2 separate regions of the Triticum aestivum genome follow, and region 2 is linked to region 1. The links are chromatin contacts, called in public Hi-C maps. All regions are on one chromosome and are shown on one strand. Each heading gives the region's core, a stretch centred on a gene start, on an enhancer-like site or on the middle of the called end of the contact. The rest is flanking DNA. Distances are from core to core; before and after follow the strand shown.

The links. Hi-C and Micro-C count contacts between places; a contact is called where the count stands out from the background.
Region 2: a contact with region 1 is called in a Hi-C map of leaf, with 6 times the contacts expected there. The contact joins the promoter of LOC123181707 here to the promoter of LOC606371 in region 1. A contact is called at or near these places in 4 of 5 Hi-C or Micro-C datasets (leaf and an unstated tissue) and 1 of 1 datasets of contacts at active chromatin or transcription factors (leaf).

What each region holds. Positions count from the first base shown.
Region 1 is chr1D:313,737,637-313,745,370 of IWGSC CS RefSeq v2.1, reverse strand. It overlaps LOC606371 (dehydration-responsive element-binding protein 2B), which reads left to right and starts at 3,812. Exons shown (of 4, transcript XM_044594029.1): 1 at 3,812-4,023; 2 at 4,951-5,003; 3 at 5,112-5,202; 4 at 5,981-7,215. The coding sequence starts at 3,950. The coding sequence ends at 6,941.
Region 2 is chr1D:314,048,783-314,056,516 of IWGSC CS RefSeq v2.1, reverse strand. It overlaps LOC123181707, which reads right to left and starts at 4,755. Exons shown (of 3, transcript XM_044594030.1): 1 at 4,488-4,755; 2 at 3,178-3,232; 3 at 1,212-1,712. The coding sequence starts at 4,574. The coding sequence ends at 1,342. LOC123181708 (cell division control protein 48 homolog E-like) reads right to left here and starts at 417. Exons shown (of 1, transcript XM_044594031.1): 1 at 1-417.

The sequences.
Region 1 (7,734 bases), core at 2,563-5,062:
AACGTTAAGCGTGCGGACCCTACGGGTTCGAGAACTATGTAGACATGACCGAGACATGTCTCTGGTCAATAACCAATAGCGGAACCTGGATGTTCATATTGGCTCCCACATATTCCACGAAGATCTTTATCGGTCAAACCGCATAACAACATATGTTGTTCCCTTTGTCATCGGTATGTTACTTGCCCAAGATTCGATCGTCGGTATCTCAATACCCAGTTCAATCTCGTTACCGGCAAGTCTCTTTACTCGTTCCATAATGCATCATCCTGCAACTAACTCATTAGTCACATTGCTTGCAAGGCTTATAGTGATGTGCATTACCGAGAGGGCCCAGAAATACCTCTCCGACAATCGGAGTGACAAATCCTATTCTCGATCTATGCCAACTCAACAAGTACCATCGGAGACACCTGTAGAGCACCTTTATAATCACCTAGTTACGTTGTGATGTTTGGTAGCACACAAAGTGTTCCTCCGGTATTCGGGAGTTGCATAATCTCATAGTCATAGGAACATGTATAAGTCATGAAGAAAGCAATAGCAATTTACTAAGCGATCAAGTGCTAAGCTAACGGAATGGGTCAAGTCAATCACATCATTCTCTAATGATGTGATCCCGTTAATAAAATGACAACTCATGTCTATGGCTAGGAAACTTAACCATCTTTGATTCAACGAGCTAGTCAAGTAGAGGCATACTAGTGACACTCTGTTTGTCTATGTATTCACACATGTACTAAGTTTCCGGTTAATACAATTCTAGCTTGAATAATAAACATTTATCATGATATAAGGAAATATAAATAACAACTTTATTATTGCCTCTAGGGCATATTTCCTTCATTGTATAGGTGCACTAGTTCGGCGAAGAGATGATGATACAAGTGTAGTAATGATAGTAGATATTGATTTTTGTAACAGTAACAATAAAAACAGCAAGGTAACGAGTAACAAAAGTGAGCACAAACGGTATTGCAATGCTTGAAAATGATGCCTAGGGTCAGTACTTTCGCTAGTGCAATCTCTGGACAATTCTAATATAATTGGATCACATAACCATCCCTCAACGTGCAACGAAGAATCACTCCAAAGTTCCTATCTAGCGGAGAACATAAGAAGAAATTGTTTGTAGGGTACGAAACCACCTTAAAGTTATTCTTTCCGTTTGATCTATTCAAGAGTTAGTACTAAAATAACACAAAGTTATTCTTTCCGTTCGATCTATCCAAGAGTTCGTACTAAAATAACACCATATGATACGCATCAACCAACTCTAATGTCACCACAAGTATCCATGAGTTAATTATACGATACGCATCAAACAATTTCAGATTCACAATGCTCGATCCAACACAAAGAACCTCAAAGAGTGCCCCAAGATTTCTACCAGAGAAATAAAGACGAGAACGTGCATCAACCCCTATGCATAGATTACCCCAATATCACCTCGGGAATCCGCAAATTGAATGCCAAAACATATATCAAGTGAATCAATATAATACCCCATTGTCACCACGGGTATTCATATGCAAGACATATATAAAGTGCTCTCAAATCCATAAAAGTATTCAATCTGATAAGAACGAAATCTCAAAGGGAAAACTCAATTCATCACAACAAGATAGAGAGGAAGAAACACCATATGATCCAACTATATTAACAAAGCCCGTGATACATCAAGATCGTGCCAAATCAAGAACACGAGAGAGAGAGAGAGAGATTAAACACATAGCTACTGGTACAAACCCTCAGCCCCGAGGGTGGGCTACTCCCTCCTCATCATGGTGGCCATAGGGATGACGAAGATGGCCTCCGGTGATGATTCTCCCCCTCCGGCGGAGTGCCGAAACGAGGTCTAGATTGGTTTTTCGTGGCTACAGAGGCTTGCGGCGGCGGAACTTTTGATCTAGGGTTATTTCTGATGGTTTCTCTGTTTATCGGATTTTTCAGCGTTGGAGTCACGCGAAGATGGGCCTCGAGGTGGGCATAACCCATCTGGGCGCGCTCAGGTGTCTTGTGCTCACCTCATTCACCTTCTGGTCCTCCCATGAATCTTCTAGTGCCTCTTTTGTTCCAAAAAAAATCGACAAATGCATTTGGAGAACTTTTATTTCTGCACAAAAAACAACACCACGGTAGTTCTGCTGAAAACATCGTCAGTCCGGGTTAGTTCCATCCAAATCATACCAAAACCATATTAAATTGTTGTAAACATGGCATGAATACTTCATAAATTATAGATACGTTGGAGACGTATCAGCATCCCCAAGCTTAATTCATACTCGTACTCGAGTAGGTAAATGATAAAAGAAATAATTTATAAAGTGTGAATGCTAGCATAGTGCATAAGTTTGATCAATGATAATTTCAATCACTTTTCCTAGCATCATAACAACAACTCTTTCTCATAAACTTCTCATGTTAAAGTAGCAACCAATTCACATGTTATGGTTCAAACCATGAATTCTCTTGAAACTCAACAACCTATATTCTTAGTCACCAAACAATTGCAATCCAACTTATTCAACAGAGTTTAAGTAAGAGCTTCACATACTCAATCATCATATAGTCTTCTATGATTTCTAGTACTCAAAGCATATTTTTAGAACAAATGGCATCCGTCGAACACAGAGAAAAATAGGGGCTTAATGTTTTGTCTCCCAACTCATTTATCATAGGGATAATTGTCAACAATAATAATTCATGATCAAATATATTTGACTGTTCATATGTGCCTAGATCTTTCCCCGCCACATGATGCTTGCCAACTAGAGAATAATTGAGGTTGAAATGAGAATGCATACTATTGGCTCTTGCATAAAAATAAATACTGAAAAGTAAAAGATAGGTCCTTCGCAGAGGGAAGCATAGGTCGTCATGCGTTTTTTATTTTTGAATGCCCAAACTCTTAATGCAAAGGAACGTCACGTTATATTGCCCCTTATGCAATGCTCAATTTTCCCTTACAATAAAAGATCAAACATATTTAGGAGCAATTTTTATTGCTTTATGCATCGATGACAACTTACTTAAAGGATCTTATTCATCCATAGATAATTATGATGGACACTCACAGCAAGAAACTGGGTCTAACGGTTTTTGGATGCACAAGTAGTATCTCTACTTAGTACGGATTTTTGGCTAGCAAAAGATCCTAAGCAAACGCGTTTGTCTCGTGTCCATGTGGACGCAAATCGGGCGTAAATATGGACCGTAAATCCGTTCACATGGACAGCGGGCGAGCCTTAGGTTTGCTCGAAGCATTATGCCAGCGTTTTCATCCGTTTTAATTCAAACAGACACACTAGAATCAAAATGCATCGACACGTTGGAGTTACCCTTACAATGGAGAAGAGAAGACCACGCCGGCCACCACTGATCCATGCAACCAAAGGCGTCTCACGCCGTCTCAAGAATAAAAAATGCCTCACGATCCACCGTGTCATCCCGACTGCCCACGTGTCGTCTCCTATATCGACTCAGCCCCCAGCCACTGGCCACATGTAGACGTACACGTGGAACCCACCCAACAGCAGCACGTCCAATCCACCCCGAAAGAAAAGCACCGGTAGCACTCGAAAGCGTAAAGGAGAAGCCGAGTTTCCTTCGGCACCAAGTCTCGGGAAGTTTCCCCGCACCACGGCACAGCTGACGTCACGCGTCCGCAGCCTCACCCCCACGCACCAGGCCCACGCGGACCGCGTCGCTTACATCCGGGCCCCACGCGCCAACGCCCCGCACGCGAGTGACCTAGATAATTCCGTGAGTCCGGAGCACGGAGCACCCCGATCCGGGCTATAAATAGGCGCCCCGGCGTGAGCCCCTGGGGTTTCCGACTTTTCTTTCTCTCTTCCTCCAACTCTCTATCCAAGTCGACGCAGCGAAGAAAACAGGCGACAAGATTGCGAACGCTAGATATCTGGACCCGATCCGGATCGGGTCGGCCATGACGGTAGATCGGAAGCACGCCGAGGCGGCGGCGGCGGCGCCCTTCGAGATCCCGGCGCTCCAGCCTGGAAGGTGAGATCTTCTGTCCGGTGCCTGCTTCTTGTTAGGGTTTGCTCTGGGGGTTCGAAATCGGTGGGGGGATACGGTCCCGGGAGTGTTTTATTTTCTGGTGGCTGATCGATTTATGTGCCTGGAGTTGGGAATTGTGGGGTTCGGTGGTTCACTTGACCGGTCTTGGTGCCAATTTGGGGATTAGGGTTTCAGGTTAGGGTTGTATTGGCAATTGGGAGTTACGGAGTACTTTCTAGTTCCAATTTGGCGATGAGCCCCCTGATTGGGGCGAATTGGTGTCATCTATGTCCTTTGGATTGGATGCTGCCCCGAGTGATGTGTGAAATCAGAATAAATCAATGAAATTGTTGGTGCTTTAGTAGTAGTAGTAGTAGGTAGAAGAGAATTTTTTAACTTTAGTCAGTACTATCTCCACAGAAACGATTGTACCAGTGTTCTGCTCATAGGACCAGGTTTCTTTCCTGGATTAGGAGCGATGTTTATGGCGCATAGCATCAAAATTTGTTAAATTCATTCAGTACCATCTCCACAGAATGTTTGTACGAGCATGGGACCATGTATATGTCTCCCTAGGATAAAAAAGTTGTTACTTCAGTCAATACCATCAGTTTGTATTGGTGTCCTACCCTTGGGGTCTGTTTGTTTCATTGATTAGGAGCGATGTTTATGTTGCCTAACATTTAAGTTTTTAACTTCAGTCAGTACTAAGTTGGCTGGACCTGTTTAACTTGTTCCGTTGTTTCATCCTGTTGTCAAAATGTTGTCTGTTTGTCAATTTTGTTGTTTATCCACTCCAGTCTCTGATATGTCTTGTTTGTCAGTTTTGTTAGTTTACCCAGTCTCTGATATGTCTTGTTTGTCAGTTTTGTTAGTTCATCCAGTCTCTGATATGTGTTGTCCTGTTTGTCTTTTCTTTTCGGTAACTAGAACTTGTGGAGCAGAGGAAAGTACCCGGAGTCATGTTCTCGTCAAACCAATAGGTATGCTGCTTTGATCACTCCTGTAAACAGAAGCATGAACTATGACTGAGATGGGTACCTCGCGTTTGACTCTGGAAAAGTCAGCAGAAATAACTGTTTGTGTTTCAGCAGGAAGCAGTAATCTTCCCTGTAATGAATATGCACTCTTGGCGCGGCAAAACCCCAAGGGAGATGCGCCGCCAGTGGCATCTATTCTGCGGTGTGTTTAACCGTTCTATGTCTGGCTGCTCTATCTATTATAGAGCATGTGAGCTATGACTAAGAGTTCCAGCCAACCTTTTGGCCGTTTTGCCTTATCATTCTAGTAGTTGGTTTCATAGTGGCTGCTATTGAACCATTGTCTTGCTGCTGGTTGATGGTATCACTCTCTGTGGATGTGATCTCATTTAAACTGACTGTAGGTGTTGAACAGTTCCGTACTAAGAGTTCCAGCCAAAATTTTGGACCGTTTTGCCTTGTCATTTTAATAGTTGGTTTTTGAACCGTTGTCTTGCTGTTGGTTGATGGTACCACTCTATCTGGATGTCATCTCACCTAAACTGACTATTGTTGAACAGTTTTGTAGTGCTAATTTTTTGCCATGTCCTTTCTGATTTATCAGTCTTCGGTCAGGTTCCTTTCTGATTTATCTGGATGTCATTCCTGTTCTTTTTTGTCATATCTTGCTACTTAAAACTCATTTAGGGTTAGGAGCCGATTAGTATGATTTAACATGGTATCGTTTTCTGTGGAGATGGTACTTCCACAAGGAAGTTTGTATGTCCCTGTTGCTGTACATCTGTTCCTGTGGGGATGGTCTGTTTGTGTACATTTAGTAATAGTTTAGTCGTTGAACAAAATGTTTCTGTGGAGCTCGTCTGTTTAGTGCTTCAGTTGTTTTGCGTTCTTTCTTGATTGTACCTTGTGCTTATATTGGGTGAAAAAAAATCTGAAGAGAATACAAGGTACTAACTGCTGCTCTGCTCTTTGTTCTACAGGAAAAAGCGACCTCGGAGATCACGTGATGGGCCTAATTCAGTCTCTGAAACGATCAGGCGATGGAAAGAAGTGAACCAACAACTGGAGCATGATCCACAGGGTGCAAAGAGGGCGAGGAAGCCACCTGCAAAGGGTTCGAAGAAGGGCTGTATGCTGGGGAAAGGAGGACCTGAGAATACACAATGTGGATTCCGTGGTGTAAGGCAACGTACTTGGGGGAAGTGGGTTGCTGAAATTCGGGAGCCAAATCGGGTGAGCAGGCTCTGGCTGGGAACGTTCCCCACTGCTGAGGATGCTGCCCGTGCTTATGACGAGGCAGCCAGAGCAATGTATGGCGCACTGGCTCGTACCAACTTCCCTGTGCATCCTGCACAAGCTCCTGCTGTGGCTGTACCAGCGGCAATCGAAGGTGTTGTACGTGGTGCTTCAGCATCATGCGAGTCTACTACAACGTCCACCAACCACTCAGATGTTGCTTCTTCCTTGCCGAGACAAGCTCAAGCTCCTGAGATTTACTCCCAGCCAGATGCGCTTGAGTCCACAGAATCAGTTGTGCTGGAGTCTGTCGAGCATTACAGCCATCAAGACACTGTTCCTGACGCTGGCTCAAGCATTTCAAGGAGCACATCCGAAGAGGATGTGTTCGAGCCATTGGAGCCTATTTCCAGTTTGCCGGATGGAGAAGCAGACGGTTTTGATATAGAAGAATTATTGAGATTGATGGAAGCCGACCCAATTGAAGTCGAGCTGGTCACTGGGGGCTCCTGGAATGGTGGAGCCAACACTGGCGTGGAGATGGGCCAGCAGGAACCTCTCTACCTGGATGGCTTGGACCAAGGCATGCTGGAGGGCATGCTGCAGTCTGATTATCCTTACCCAATGTGGATATCAGAGGATCGGGCCATGCACAACTCTGCCTTCCATGATGCTGAGATGAGCGAGTTCTTCGAAGGGTTGTGATCCCCTACCGGCGGCCAAACCATGTCTATGGTGTTTGGTCGGCTTGCCCTTCGGTGTCCGCTGCTGCGCTCCAATGAAGATCAAATGGTCGACCGGATTGGATTCCTCTGCAGAACTAATAAGCTCCTAAGCTAGTTTTTTGTGCTTCGTTTGTAGTTCTGTTAGGCATGGGAACTCTTCTCTGTTTCGATGTTTCTTGTGATAAGAAACCTTGATTGTGCATCACGATCTTTGGAAGGTGGAAAAAGAAAATGTGAAAATGCATTTCCCTGTCCATGTTTTCTTAATTTTTATTTTTTCACTGTCTTTTTAAAATACTGTCTGGTTGTATTCTTAATTTTTATTTTTTCACTGTCTTTTTAAAATACTATCTGGTTGTACTTACCGCACTTGTGTTCCTTCCCGTCGCTGGAAGGCTGCCGCCAAACTGTAGTATCCTCTGTTGGGGATTTTGAGGAGCTCCAAATTTTCTATCAATGAGGAAATTATATAAAATCCAACTAAAACACGTCTATACATACTAGTTGATTGTCCGTGCGTTTGCCGAGCAAGACAATTTATAAATAAGGCAATAATCTATTACTTGTTATTCTACGACAAATAGAAATACAAATGGTCATCCAGTTTAAGACCGCATCCAAACAAATGTCAAATCCTCACGTAACTCTTGCAACACCATACTCATGCAATCCACATGTTCCATTGATATTCTTCATCCAGTCCAGAAGCTTTTTGCGATAAAGCCCTTAGAATTTTTTTGCCACCGAGTAATGATACAAAGCATCCAAACATA
Region 2 (7,734 bases), core at 3,506-6,005, 310 kb before region 1:
TCGAGGAGGACTCGGTGTCAGGCTCAGGACCCTGCTAATCTGAACCTGAAGATAACTGAAGAAATTTGACAGCGAGACACGGATTGAAGAAACGGCGCAGGAAGAGAACAATTCGATGGACGGCTACGATTGAAGCCCACCAGATCAGCGAACGGCTCACGTCGACGCTCAGCTCCTCTGTTTACCGTCCGACAAATTTGACAGTTAACTGAAGCTTGCTCGCTGCGCTTCAGTTAACTGCCGTGGGTCATTTCCTGCCCATAAGTAGCTCGCGCGTCCCGTGGATCAGGCATCATCTTTTTCTTCAAGTATTGTAACTAGCTCTAGAACCCTAGCTACTTGGTAGAATTAGATCGGTCCAAGAGAACTTGTATCCGTGACATAATTCGGGCTATCTGAAACCCAATCACTCCTCTGTTTCCCCTGTTCTCTTGAGTATCTTGTTTGTTTGCGCTCGAGTTGATCTCAGTTCATATCACTCGGGAGAAAGAGAAGCGGGTGCCTCGATCTAGCGTCGGTATAGGTGATGAGTGGGTAGCAGGATGCGGCGAAAAGAGAGGGGAGTGTGCTCTAAGCTTTGCAAATATCCAATATGCAAATCATAATGGTTGTGCGTCGGTGCGCATTTCGGCATTTTCCTGTTTGCAAGCTCCAGCTTTAGGCAGTTCTTAGTGTTTTGCGTTGATAATCTGCTGTAATATGCATTTGTTTGTTTTATTTTCTACTAGAACTAAGGCTCAAGATCCAACTTTGAATGAACAAAGTCATCTACCGCCCAAAATAAAATTACTACGACCAACAACCAACTTTGAATTAACAAAGTCATCTACCGGGCCAAAAAGCAACAAACAAAACGGACAAGGATACAATGTGTTGTGCAAAGCATCAATCAGATAGCAATCAAAGTGTCAAAAACGTTCTTATATTATAGGACGGAAGGAGTAGAGACTAAAGCACGAGCACTGCTTGAGGTCGATGAAGCCCTCCGCAAGAAAACAAGCAAAAATCACACCCATAATCTATTTTTCTCCCCATTTCCTGCCTTGTCACCTGCATCCAAACTTGATGGCGTTTACAGGCCACATCACACCCAAAGATAGAGGAATTCAAGACTAAAAACTGGATACAACATGGCGCCCTGGTCCGGTCACCCTTTCGGGTCTGGTGGAAGAATCAGGATGCCAGCAAAACAAGCACAGATTGTCAAGATATAGAAAAAGTCATGGATGGGAGTTTTCATCAACACAATTGGTTAATAGGCCGATCCGATAGCACAACAGATTTCAATGTAGCATATCTAAGTAATTACATTGCACCTGTCAGCCCAGGTACAGGTATGCTCTAGAACTTGTCTATGATGATGCCATCTCTGACAACCTCATACGCATCGCGGCTGCGGGTCTTCTTCATGCCGGCAGTGAAATGGACCTTTGAGCCCTCGGTCTTGATGGAGGTCACCTTGGTCCATACAAGCACCTTGGTCTTCATGCCCTCGATGTCGGAAAGCTTTCCCTTCTCGAGGTAGCCGGTCACACAGGTGAAGAACCGCACCACCGATGAGTCCTTGTACCCGACGTCACAAGCTGACGGGATGTACACTGTCAGCTTCTTTGTCTCTTCATTGAACTCGTAATTAGTTGTGTCCCGTGGGAAGAGGCCTGCTGGCATATCATATTCTTTGAGAAGATCTGGTAATGCTTTCTGCAGCTTCCCTGCGACCAAGACACGTTGTACTCAGGTCAGCAAACGTTAGTGTTTTTGCAGAAAAAGGTCAGTAAACATAGGAAATTTCAGCCTTTTCAACATGCAAAAGCTTTTGCCTATTTTGCTTGCTTCAGAAGCATTTTTTGTTGCAAGACAATCGGACAGAGAGAAAGGAACAAAACAAGGCGGCTATGCCTCTAAATAGATGGGGAGCCAGAGTAAGACCATGAGCACAATCCTCAAGGTAATCTCTCATGAACGCCTTCCTCGCAATGCAGATGGACCCTTAATAGTATTACTTTACATAGATGTGACTTAATTCATGGTTACCAAAACTGTCATTTTGAGCAATCAAAATATGTCACCTGAAGGACTGAAATTGATGTTTATTTAAAGCAAACAAAATAATACAACAAATGGGTTACCGATAAGGGCATAAACTCATCAGAGAGTTGTAGGATGATTCTGGCATGCCTTTGGTATTCAAGAATACATCATCATGATAGTGCTTTGTTTCTAGTGAACACAATTAAACCCACACTTTTGGTTATAACATAAGGGAACCAGCATTAACTGGGTACTAGGTCACAGGACATGTGAAATATGAGTGGATATTTTCCTGCAAGGCACCACTAGTTCACTAATCAAAACCTTGTACACCTCCAAAAACTAACAAATGCTGCCCCTTCCAGATTTACTCCAATAAAATAAACAATCTGCTATTATTATTTTTCCCAAAAACAGATGGTGCATAACTGGTACGTGATATATTTTCAATTATCTGAATATGTCTTGGTTTTCTCTTACTCCCTCCATTTCAAAATAAGCGTCCTTTTAGCCCCTCCAAGTTTTGTCAAAATAACTGTCCTACACTTCCAAAGTTCCAATGCAATTTTAGCCAATGTCTTCCTACTTGCCCTTAAAAATGTCAAAAAAAAGAGTGTGCTTGCAAGGCCTTGCTTTGTGGAGGAAAAGGAGAACTTAATGGCTTTGTGAGGAAAAAGAGATGGGCCATATAGACATGTCACCAACACTCTAAATTTGTGTGGCCAGCTCTAAAAGACTAAAATATACATCTTTTTATCATTCTGAAACGGAGGGAGCACATGTTAGCGCCTTAAAATTATAGATGGTCATTGCTCAATATTACTAGCGTACAGCTTTCAGAAATATCAGAAACGTAAATAAACCACAACCACATACAAATCACAATTCTAAGAAGTCCCATTTAGTTATGAAGTGTAACGAGCATTGCTATTTTCTATCCATACTAGATATCAATGTGCATCAGCTAATGAGCCTCATCAAAATTTATATACTAAGAAATACATTGTGCCATACTTATAAAGTTACAATAGTTAACTTTTAAATACTGCTGGAGTGTTGTACCAGCAGTATACCATATAGTATATCGTATGGATATTTGCTATAACATAGTTTGCCATTAGGAAATACAGAATAGACATTGCATACCTTTGATCTTGTTCACCATCCATTTAGCTCCCCCGCCAATACTGGAAGAGACCGACTGGATTCAAAATGTAGATAATGTTATGTTAGAAGCTGAACTGCATATAGAGCTTTGGGTTACCTATAAGCAGGATCTGGAAATACAACGTAAATCATCAAAACAGTGGGAGATGCTTCACATAGTACATTCATATTGATACTGAAAAAACATTGAAGTAAGATAAGTTACTGGAAAATAAAAATCTTCCAATGCTACAAACCTAACAGCAGAACATAACAGAGGTAACTAGTATTATCACTAATGTGCAACGCTGCGGACATGTGTATTTGGTAGGAAGCACCACACCAAAATAGCCTGACACACCTTCAGGGGTGATTTTCGTACGGGTAGATAAACTCATTTATAACGATTCATTAGCTTAGATTCCAATATACAAAATTTAATAGCATGGTTTTGCTTGTCTTTCATGGATTATTCCTCGAGTCAAAAGTCTTAACAATCATGTCAGAGTTTCAGGAATCAGAATGTGAGGTTACCTGACCTGGTAGGATGAGCTGGAAACAATAAGTATTTATTGGTTCTTTAGTTATACTTATGCTATAGGAAAGTGGTTAAGAATTTCCTCTGTTGTGTCAATCAGTAGCCATTTGTAACTCTATGAAGGAAACCATGGACATCCTTCATATAATAAATACTACAAGTTTAAATACACATGTAGCAAAGAAACATCGAGCTAAACATCTTTAGTATGGCCCAAGAGATAAAGTGGAGAGAGACATTCAAGGTCTTGCACATACTATCCTGTCTATATTGGTACTGGAAACATTAAATCGCATGAGATAGACCGAATAGGCGAATGCATATTCACGCACTAGTACAGCCTAACATAAATGATAAATCGACTACCCATGCGAGGCTACAGGTAGACCCTGCCTTCAAGGTTCAAGCTAAATCACATCTTTCCGTGTAAACCCAATCTAGTTGAGTCAATTACCAAGGAACTTCAACACTGGTTGGAGAATTATGACACAATAAATACATTACTTAGATCTAGAAGCAATCTCCCAGCTGAAAACCCTCGAAAGATAAAGATGGAATCCTATTTCCGCGGCACAAGGAAACGAATTAATCTAATACAATGCACAAATCGAAATTATCCATCCTCCTGGACATCTCGGATCCCGTGGCAAACCCAGGCGAATAATCCTCGATTTAGTCTAGCTCATCCTCGATTTAGCGGCTAAGCGCCGGCGCAGACGGCGGAGCCCTTCCTAGTGTAAACGCAGTGCAGGCCAGGGATTGGAGTGATTACGTTGAGGTCGTCGCCGATGGAGTCGATCTCCTTGCTGGCCCTCTTGCTGAACCAGTAGCTCCCCACCTTGTTCAGAACCTGGTCCATCTCCCCCTCCTCTCCTCTTCCCGGCCCCGAATCCGAACCCCCAGTCCGCCTCGAATCGGCCGGATTCGGTTTGGATCGCCGGAATCGGAGGAAGCGATGGAGTTGAGAGCGCTGCCGCGACCTACCGGACTTTATCTAAGCTTTACAGTGACGACGAGGCTAGTCGTGCGGCGGTGTCGCGGAGATATCGCGGCTGTGCACGCGGTGTATGGACTTGGGCGTATGCAAGCCGGTCAATGATGCGTTGAGATTCGTGACCGTGGGGGTGGTCTGTGGACCGGGTCTTTCTGGTAACGACTTTGTCTGTTTTTTCCTCTCCAAGTTGACGGCGTCAGGTTAGCATATGATTGTGGGTGGCACGTCACGGGATAGAGGAGGCCACGAAACTGACGTGGTATCCTCTGAGGCTCCAACCTACCACGCCGGATGAAAAAGGTTTTCCCTCGCTTTTTTTATTCCAAAGCAACCATCCCATACATTCAACGATAGGTGCTGGGACGGAAGCAGCACAAGCACGCCCAAAAAAAAGAAAAAGAAAAGGAAAAGAAATAAACGTCGATAATGGCGGATCGACAAAAATGACAAAGCCTCGCGACCGCTGCGTCCACCGAAGATCGCCCACCAAGCTCCGAGACTCCGAAGCGCCGGTACCAATCAACACCTTTAAGAAGGAACGCGACGATGACGACGCTGCTGCCAAGGGTTTCCCCCGGTACGCGGCGAGGAGAGAGGAAGGGTAGCCCCGACGCCCTCCAGGAAGGTCTGGCGGCACCCTCAAGCGCCACCGCGTCGGTGTCGGCCAAACCAACAGGGATTTCTCCCGATCCCATCCTCTACCTCAGGCACTTCGGAGCTCGCCACCAAACCGACCACCACCCAGCGCCAACACGGACACGAAGCTTCCCACGCTGTCTCACCACATCACCGCGAAGATGGCCTGCACAACGAAGAAGAGGAGCCGGGACTAGTGCAGCAGCACCGTCGGCATACGGGAGGGCCCCACCCCCACCGTCCACGACGGTAGCCGACCGGACGCCATAGCAGGAGCCTACCGGGCCCGTGGCCCCACAGGCCCGGCCGGGCCCTCAAAGGCCCGGACAGCTCCCGCCTCCGCGCAGCAGCTGGCATGCCGCCGGCGTCACTGTCCCAGTCCAAGCCGCTCCCCTGCCTCCCCATACAGAGGGCGTCGCGGTCGCGCCAGAGTCGACCCGCAAGGACCCAAACGGGACCTTACGGGCCCAGATCTGGGCCGGGGACATGCCGCCGGCCGACCAGCACCACCGGACCGCCCTGCCGCCAAGAGGCGGCACCACCACGACGAGCGCCGCCGGCCACCGCACCAGGCCGCCGGACCGCCACCGGCCGAGCAGCACCGCCGCGTCCCCCCACCCCGGGAAGGAGGAGCGCGCGCAGGGAAGGAACGACCCGCCGCCGCCGACACCACCCGGCCAGATCCGGGGGCGCCCGCCGACGACGGCGGGGGGAGGGACGAAGGTGGGCGGACGAGGAGGGAGGGAGGCGGCCGGGGCGGAGCGCCCGCGCTCGCGCGGAGCGTTGGCGGAAATGGGGGAACGGGAGTGGGGAAGCGAGCGCGGGGGAGCTGGGCGCCGCGCCGGGCTGGCGGCGGCGGCGGCGGGGAGGGCCTAGGGCCCGCCGGTGGCGGGGGTGGGGGGAACCCTAGCGGGAGCGGGAGCGGGGGATGGCCTCAATCGGATCTATCTATGTTTCATCGCAACTCCAACACAAGGACCAAACAAATGAACCCTTCACCGTGCCATAGACACGCGCCCACGACTATACCTGGCCATGGGCAACCAGGCCAGGTCTTACCCGCGGGCTGGGCCTGGGCTTGGAAAATGAGCCTGAAGGTCAAGTCAGGCCGGGCCTAGGCCCATCGTATTTGCGATTTACTGGAGAGGCCCGAGGCCCGTGGGCTTTTACGTTAATGTGTCGGGCTTGGGCCTGGATTCTAGGCCCGATGGTCGGGCCGAGTCGGGCCCGGGCCTAGGTTTTCTTTGTCGGGCATTGTCCGGCCCGGCCGGACAGATGGCCAGGTATACCCACGACCCACCATGGGATTTTGTCGTCACGAAAACAAAATTGCCCACACACCATCCGTGCGAACACAACCATTAAAAACTCAAAAAGGAAGAAAGGATCACTCTCCTCTTCTCCTCTCTCCCGCTGCACGCCACTCCGGCCTTGGCGTCCACCCTCCCGCCGTCGGTTACTCTGACCCCGGCGGCCACCTCTCCCCGTCGTTGGTCACCCAACCACGACAGCCCCCCTCCCCCCGCTCTCCTGTTCGCGAGCATGGACTCTAGTCTGAGGTCGATCATTTCGTCCTTCTGCCACACCGGCGAGCGGCTGGTGGTCTCGGGGTTGGGCATCTCCTCGAGCTCGGAGGTGTCAAAGGCCCTGGTTCTGGTGCATGTTCTTTCGCCGGACGTCGTAACGTCGGGGAAGGCTTGGGTGCAGCCGCCCTCCAGGAAAGAGTTGTGGAGGCACAACCACGACTTTGGGGCCAGCAAGGCCAGGCCGCCCTCCGTTCCGGAGCACAAGGAGATCTCGCCAAAGATGGTTGGCAAGTGCTTCCGCTTCTACAAGGACAGGCACTTCAAGCGTGACTGCACCAATGACATCGGTTGCTTCCAATGTGGTCTGTTCGGCCATGGCTCCAAGGACTGTAAGCGGCCTTGAAGCCCCTCCTCGGGGGAGGACCTCAGGCAACATGTGGTGGCCAAGGTGGAGCGCTTCAATCCCTGCACCCCAGACCACATTGGCGTACCAAGTGCCCGATCTGCCTCCCCGCTGCTTGATGGAGTCAACTCCAGCAAATCTTGAGTAGGGGTCTCGAGCTGGTAGCCTTGGCACGATGGTAACATGGACACAGGATTGACCCAGGTTCAGGCTCTCTCGAATCGGTAATACTCTATGTCCTACTTTGATTGTATTGATTTTGGATGGAGTACATGGTACAGGTCGAACTACCACGAGATCATGTGTGTCTCGTCTCTAGGATGTATTGAGATTTTCATGATCTATCGACTAGCCTAGCCTCGGCTTATATGATGTATCGGGGGCCTATGATAACAGGAGTCCTAGTCGACTACATCTGTGGAGAGGAGTCCTTCTCTTGCATGCTAAGTCTTGTGGAATC